2 separate regions of the Mus musculus genome follow, and region 2 is linked to region 1. Evidence: chromatin contacts called from public HiChIP or PLAC-seq data. All regions are on one chromosome and are shown on one strand. Each heading gives the region's core, a stretch centred on a gene start, on an enhancer-like site or on the middle of the called end of the contact. The rest is flanking DNA. Distances are from core to core; before and after follow the strand shown.

The links. HiChIP or PLAC-seq counts read pairs in DNA pulled down with a chosen protein or histone mark.
Region 2: a contact with region 1 is called in an H3K4me3 HiChIP or PLAC-seq map of embryonic stem cells, with 28 read pairs. The contact joins the promoter of Ythdf2 here to the promoter of Oprd1 in region 1. A contact is called at or near these places in 2 of 484 Hi-C or Micro-C datasets (both in embryonic stem cells), 3 of 115 datasets of contacts at active chromatin or transcription factors (embryonic stem cells and pancreatic cancer cells) and 2 of 9 other capture datasets (adipose tissue and liver).

The regions. Positions count from the first base shown.
Region 1 is chr4:132,143,225-132,146,410 of GRCm38.p6, forward strand. It overlaps Oprd1 (opioid receptor, delta 1), which reads right to left and starts at 1,262. Exons shown (of 3, transcript NM_013622.3): 1 at 935-1,262. The coding sequence starts at 1,161.
Region 2 is chr4:132,210,402-132,213,780 of GRCm38.p6, forward strand. Ythdf2 (YTH N6-methyladenosine RNA binding protein 2) reads right to left here and starts at 1,855. Exons shown (of 5, transcript NM_145393.4): 1 at 1,499-1,855; 2 at 1,031-1,055; 3 at 351-430. The coding sequence starts at 1,525.

The DNA.
Region 1 (3,186 bases), core at 12-2,511:
AATGTAAGGATTCACACATGCTGCAGAAGCTATCAATTAAGCGTACAGTCTGTGGCCCCTAAAGCCCTTACTAATAATCTCTCTCTCTCTCTCTCTCTCTCTCTCTCTCTCTCTCTCTCTCTCTCCCTCCCTCCCTCCCTCCCTCCCTCCCTCTCTCTCTTCTCTAGCTGGCCTTAAGTTCATTCTGTAGCCCAGGCCTCAAGGAGGATAAATCTGCCCTGAATCATATCCCGAGTTCCTGACCACATGGCCACTGGGGAAGGGAAGAGAGAACCCCATGGCCAGTTCACAGGAACTACGGGGCTCTCCATCAGAGAACACGCAGCACAAAGACTGGTGTTCAAAGTCATCCCGGGTGCCTCCATCACCTATGACCTAGAGGTTTGACAAGAAACAATGCAAATACACTCTCAGTCTCATACAGAATTACAAACTGATGGCTTGGGACAAGCACACACACAGCAACCACAGAAGACCGACTACTAAATGTGACTTGGGGCGTGTCCCCACAGCCCGGAGCAGACAGTCTGTCCCTGTTGTATGCTCCAAAGACCTAAGGTATTTTGTAGAGCACCTCAGCTCACCCTTGCAAGGTTTCAGAGGATCGAACACACACGCTACCGTCAAACTGCCCAATCACAAACTGCGTGCGCGGCAGACACACAAAGTGTTGCCAAACTGTCCCACCTCCATGATGCAGAAGCAAAGAGATGTCAAGGATGATTAAGTGTTATGTAGTTAGGCTAGTGCAAGCACACACACACACACACACACACACACACACACACGCCTTGTCCTCATAATCTCAGAGGACCTGGCCTCTGTGCAGGACATTCAGGAACCCGGGGAGTCAGGGTTGGGTATCCTGGTCTACAAAGAGTAGAGTCCACTCTGACCCTGGGACCAAACCCCGCGACGCCCTCGGCTGACTCACCGGACGATGCCAAACATGACGAGCACGTTGCCCAGAAGCCCCACTGCGCACACAGCCGAGTAGAGCGCGGTGATGGCGATGGCTAGGGCGAGGGACGAGGCACTACGGGCTCCCGGCGACCCCGACGCATTGGCGCCCGCGCTGGGGAAGGCGCTGGGAAAGGCGTCCGAGAGGTTGACGAGGGGCGAGGACTGCAGCTCCGCACGGGCAGAGGGCACCAGCTCCATGGCGCCGCCGTGTCCGTCTCCACCGTGCGCCCTGGGCGCAGGGACCCAGCGAGTGGCGCGCGGAAAACGGAGGCCACGGCCCCGACGCCGCAGGCTGCAGCGCTCGCTCCCGCCTCCTCCGCCCGGTCGACCGCCCGCAGTGCTCGCCCAAGCCCGGGGAGCCCCGAGCCGCCGCGCGCACCACGTGGTCCGGAGGCGGCCGCCAGTCTGCGCCCGCGATCGGGGGCGGGCGCTGCACCACCGGGCTCCGAGCTGGGCCAGAGAGGCCTCGCGCGCGCTCCCTGCCTGGGCTCCGCTGACTCCAGGTGCCCCCAGCCCGGCCCAGCCTCCCGCCCCACCCCCGTGCCACTTCGGAGTCAGAAGAACCTGGATGCGAATCCCGCCTCCCGCCTCTTCACGGACGATGGGAGTAACCTTGAGCGAGCCGCTTAAGCACTCTCAAGTTCATTCTCTGTGACTGCACGATGAAGAAAATCTCCTGCCGCCTTCAGAGGGTTTTGGGGAGATGAAGACAACGGAGTAAAGAACTCAGATTTCCACCACCACCACCACCACCACCACCACCACCACCACCACCCCCGTGTACTGTGTGCGCTCTGCTCCTTGCCGTGTCTTCTAGAACTGCCAAGTGATTCCTGACCAAGAAACAAAAACAAAACCGTCCAGTTCCCCCAAAGGCTCCGGATGAAAACTAGTAATATGATCAGCTACAACCTCAAGGGGAGACACTGGAAATAAGCCCACCTGGGTCTGTACAGCTTGGCACCGGACATGGCAGACATAAGCCGCAATCAAGGTCACTAACCATCTCACTACATCAAGCTGAAAAAGGTCACACCTATCTGGACAGATGTGTGTATGTTATTAGAGACACAACTTTCCTGTCTGGCTCATTGCTCTGAGCTAGCAGGCTGCTTGAGCGATAAATAAAACCACAAACATCCGTTATCAGCCACACTTTCCTGCGCCCAGTTCACTAGCTCCACATTCACTCTGAGGGCGCCTAACAGAAGAGCCAGGTACATCGGTGTGCATAATCAAAGGCCCGGCTCCCAAGAGCTTACAGCTCAGACCGGAAGAGATGCATCGATTCTAAAAAAACACAATGAAGTCCTATTCAAGGAATGTCGGGGCAGGGTAGGGTCAGGAGAATATTCCTAAAAGAAATGACACTTAAGGTGTTGTGTGGATTTAGAGGTGGGGGAGACTAATTTAGGGAAGAAATAGGAAGAGCCTTCTAGAAAAAAGAAAAACATATATAAAGGTCCTACAAGTCAAAAAGACTGAAGACAGCCAGGGTCACAGCAGGGAGCTCCGTGGTGTTTGTGTTGGATTGGTTTGTTTCCCTCCTCCTCGACTAAGCATACCTGGGAAGAGGGAATCTTAACTGAGAAAATGCCCCTTAAGATGTACCGATAGGGGCTGGTGAGATGGCTCAGTGGGTAAGAGCACCCGACTGCTCTTCTGAAGGTCCAGAGTTCAAATCCCAGCAACCACATGGTGGCTCACAACCATCTGTAACAAGATCCGACGCCCTCTTCTGGAGTGTCTGAAGACAGCTACAGTGTACTTACATATAATAAATAAGTAAATCTTTAAAAAAAAAAATGTACCGATAGGCAAGTCTGTGCGCCATTTTCTTGATGGATGATTGATGGGCGGTTCCACCCCTAGGCAGATGATCCTGGGTTGTGTAAAAAAAGCAAGTTGAGCAGACCTGTGAGCAGTGTTCCTCCATGGCTTCTGCTGCAGTTCTTCCTGGAGTTCCTTAGAGGACAGGCTGTGATGTGGAAGTGTAAGCCAAAGAAACTCTTTCCTCCCTAGTTGCTTTTGATCCTGTTTTTCTAATCACAGCAATAGAATCCCTAACTAAGACAAGCAACTTAAGTAGGGCTGGAGAGATGGCTCAGTGGCTAAGAGTACTTGGTGCTCTTGCAAAGGCCGGGAGTTCAGCTCCCAGCACTCATATGGTGGGTGATTCACAACCGTCTGTGCTCTGGTTCTAGGGGCTCTGATGCCCTCTTC
Region 2 (3,379 bases), core at 605-3,104, 68 kb after region 1:
CTAAAAGACAAGGTTTTGTTTTCTTTAGAGCTCAGGCTAAACTCTGGCCAATATTCTTAAGCTGTGCACTAATCCTTTCCTGGCAAACAAGGGGCAATTACTCATGCCAGCATAACAGCTCTTATACAACTCGCGTTATCAGTAATGCAGTCTCAGAGCACATGCTTTGTTGACCACACAGCTTATATCTTTAATGTTTTATATAACAAATTAGTAAGTTGTATTAGGAGTCAGCCACACACACACACACACACACACCCAAACACACCCAAACACAAAAGTGAGACAGGGCAGAGAAAGTCTAACAGTACACTGTCCCCTCAGATAATATAGAACAATTTACTACTCACCGGCCTTGCCTGTGGGCTCAAGTAAGGTTCGAAATCATCATCATTTAGTCCATCCTTTTGATGCACAGAACCATTTTGTACTAGAGGGGAAAAGTTAAATTAGCAATGCCCTGGTCCGAAGAGCTCCCTTCCAAACCCATCCATCAGTTTACATTCACACCAGGAAGAAACCATGCTAGTTCCAAGAGTCACTTGGTTTGAAACTCCGGGGAATAACGATGAGCGCCAGGGCTGAAGCAAGAGCCGGACAGTGAAAAAGAGTCTCCACCCCAGAGCGAGCTGATCTTTTTAAAAGGTCAGTGTATTGGCTCCTTCGAATTTCAATTCCCTCCGGCTTTCTCTCCCCGCTTCCTTCACATGTGAGTGACTTCCAGAAAGTGCTCCACGAGGAGGAAACACAAAGGGCTCCTAAGACCTACGAGAAAACTAAGGACCTGGTGCTTCTCAAAATGCATTCCACCCCCGGCCGCTCATGAATTACTCGTTGTTAACGAAAAAAGCTGCCCGCCAGCTGCAGGGCCACACCAAAAGGGGCGACCGCCCCGCGCGCGGCACCTGCGACCCGAGCGGCTTCGGAAAGGTCCTTTCCCCGGGGCGCGTCCTCGAGCCACCGCCCCCACGGCCCGGCGGACCCCCCTCCCCATCCCGGCCGGCGGCCACCCGGAGGAGCGGGGTCTTACCTTTGTTTCCTTGACCTTTTGGTCTCTGCGAGAGGAGGGGACGTCGCCGAGCAGCAAGTCGTCCGAGAAGAAAACGGAAAAGGAAAGACAAATGAACGCGGGGCCCGAGCAGGGAAGAAAGGAACCGGCCTGGGGGGGACGCGTGGTGAGGGGGAGGCGGGGACGAGCGCTAGGCCGGCGGGGCAGCCCCGGCAGCCCGGCCACCCGGCAGCCACACGAGGGAAAGAGAGGAAACGAGGAAGGGAAGCCCGGGCCGCTACTGGGAGGGAGCGCGGCGCGGCCGGCCCGGCCCGGGGAGGAGCGGGAAGAGCGGGCCGGGCGGGAGACTCAGGGCGCGGCCGGTCTGAGGCCCGAATCCCGAGCCGCGAGAGGCGCCCGCCGCGGCCCGGCCAGGAGCGGCGGGCCCGGGCCTAGTCGGGCCCCGTCTCGCCTCACACAATGGCCGAGACATGCGGGCTGGGCCTGTACCTGCTCCAAGAGGCTGCTGGCCGACATGGCTCTCGGATCCTCACGGGGAACGACGGCGGCGGACTCCTCGTCGGGACAGCGGCGGCGGCGGATGAGCCCCGACGACGGGAGCAGAGGGTGCGGCGGCGGCTTTTGTCCCTGACACTCGGAGCCTCGCCTCGGCGGACGCAGCAGAGACACAGCGCGCGACTCGGGCTCCGGCTCCGATCCGGCGACGCTCTAGGCCGCCGAGCTCAACGCCCGTCTCTATGCTCCGGAGCGCGCGCCCGCCCCCTCGCAGCCCGAATGGGGGAGGCCGAGCGGCAGAGGCGGGCGGCGCGCGCGGCGCGAGCGCTGACTCTCACAGTCGCTGACCCACGCGGAAGGGCCCGGCGCGAAGCATCTCGGGAAGGGAGAGCCGCGCCCGTGGCGCCCTCTGCTGGGCTGGAGGAGCGGAAGCGGTGCGCGCGCGGTCTCCCCGCCCCCACCGCCGCCGCTTTGGGCCTAGGAGCCCTGGGTGGCACCGGGGGTCACCACTGGAGTTTTTTGGCAAACACCTAGAGAATAATTGTTTTGTCTTAAGAAAACACGCAGAAGCCCCTTTCTTAATGGGGCAGAGGCTTCTACTCTGTGTAGGACTTGAGCCCTAACTCATAACTGCATTTGATAACTCTCCCCCAATTTGAAAAGGAACCAGAAGAGAGGTCCTAAGAGCTCACAGGGAAAACTTCATGGAGGTCGGCCCAGAAGACACCCGCGCCCTTCCTTAAGACTATTGTCACCTTCCTTCCTCAGGGACTTGAAAAAAACACCCAGGAGCAGTACTTCCACTAAATATTAAAAAGCCGGCCCTCACTGCCCTGCACACAAGACATTTACCCCTTTGACTTTTGAGGGAGAAAAATATACACTCTCTTTTTTTCAGAGAAGTCAGTGACCCCAAAATAATCTAGTAAACTCTGGACTTTATTCCCAAGAAAAAGACACCTCACCCGTATGCACAGTGTCACACACACTTTCTTGAAGTCTGTTGGACCCTAAGAGGAAATATTCGTGATCTAAGGACTGGAAAATGAACGCTATTCCAGTATGTGCTGTGTGCAGGGCTTTGTCATTAAGTGCTTTCTGACACATTAAATTTAAAGACTTTCAACAAGTTCAAAGTGCCTATCAAACAATGTTACAGCTGGGAAAAGGGAGATTAAGCATGCTGCCAAAGTTATCAAGTTATTAAATAGATCTGTGCTTTTGACACAAAGAACAACATAATATCATTCTTCAACAGCTAGAAAAGAAATCCTGTATTCATGAGCTAAGATTCACTGGAGAGCCAAAGGATGAGCAAAGGCAGGTTTTTTTTTGTTTGTAGGGTTTTTTGTTTGTGTTTTGAGACAGGGTGCCTCTAGCTGTCCTCAAACTCACTAGGTAGACCAGGCTAGCCTTGAACTCAGAATTCTGCCTGCCTCTGCCTCCTAAATGCTGTTATCAAAGGCATGCACCACCAAAGGCATTTTTAATTTAAAAAAAAAAAAATCACGAGCTGGGCGTAGTGGTGCATGCCTTTAGTCCCAGCACTCGGGAGGCAGAGGCAGGCAGATTTCTGAGTTCGAGGCCAGCCCGGTCTACAAAGTGAGTGCCAGGACAGCCAGGGCTACACAGAGAAACCCTGTCTCAAAAAACAAACAAACAAACAAAAAAAAAATCACTCTGGACAAGGATATTTAGTAGTAGGTTTTGCTATTGCAAATGGTAGACACCTGAGCAATGCACTATTGTTAACCTAATGCCATCTGCTTGCTAGATAGAGAAGGTTTGGATTTGACAGATTCAGGAGGAAAAAGCCAAGACTCTTGGATTTTACTTTGTAAACCGCTCAAAGTAAGTGCAAAGCATTTCTTGTCT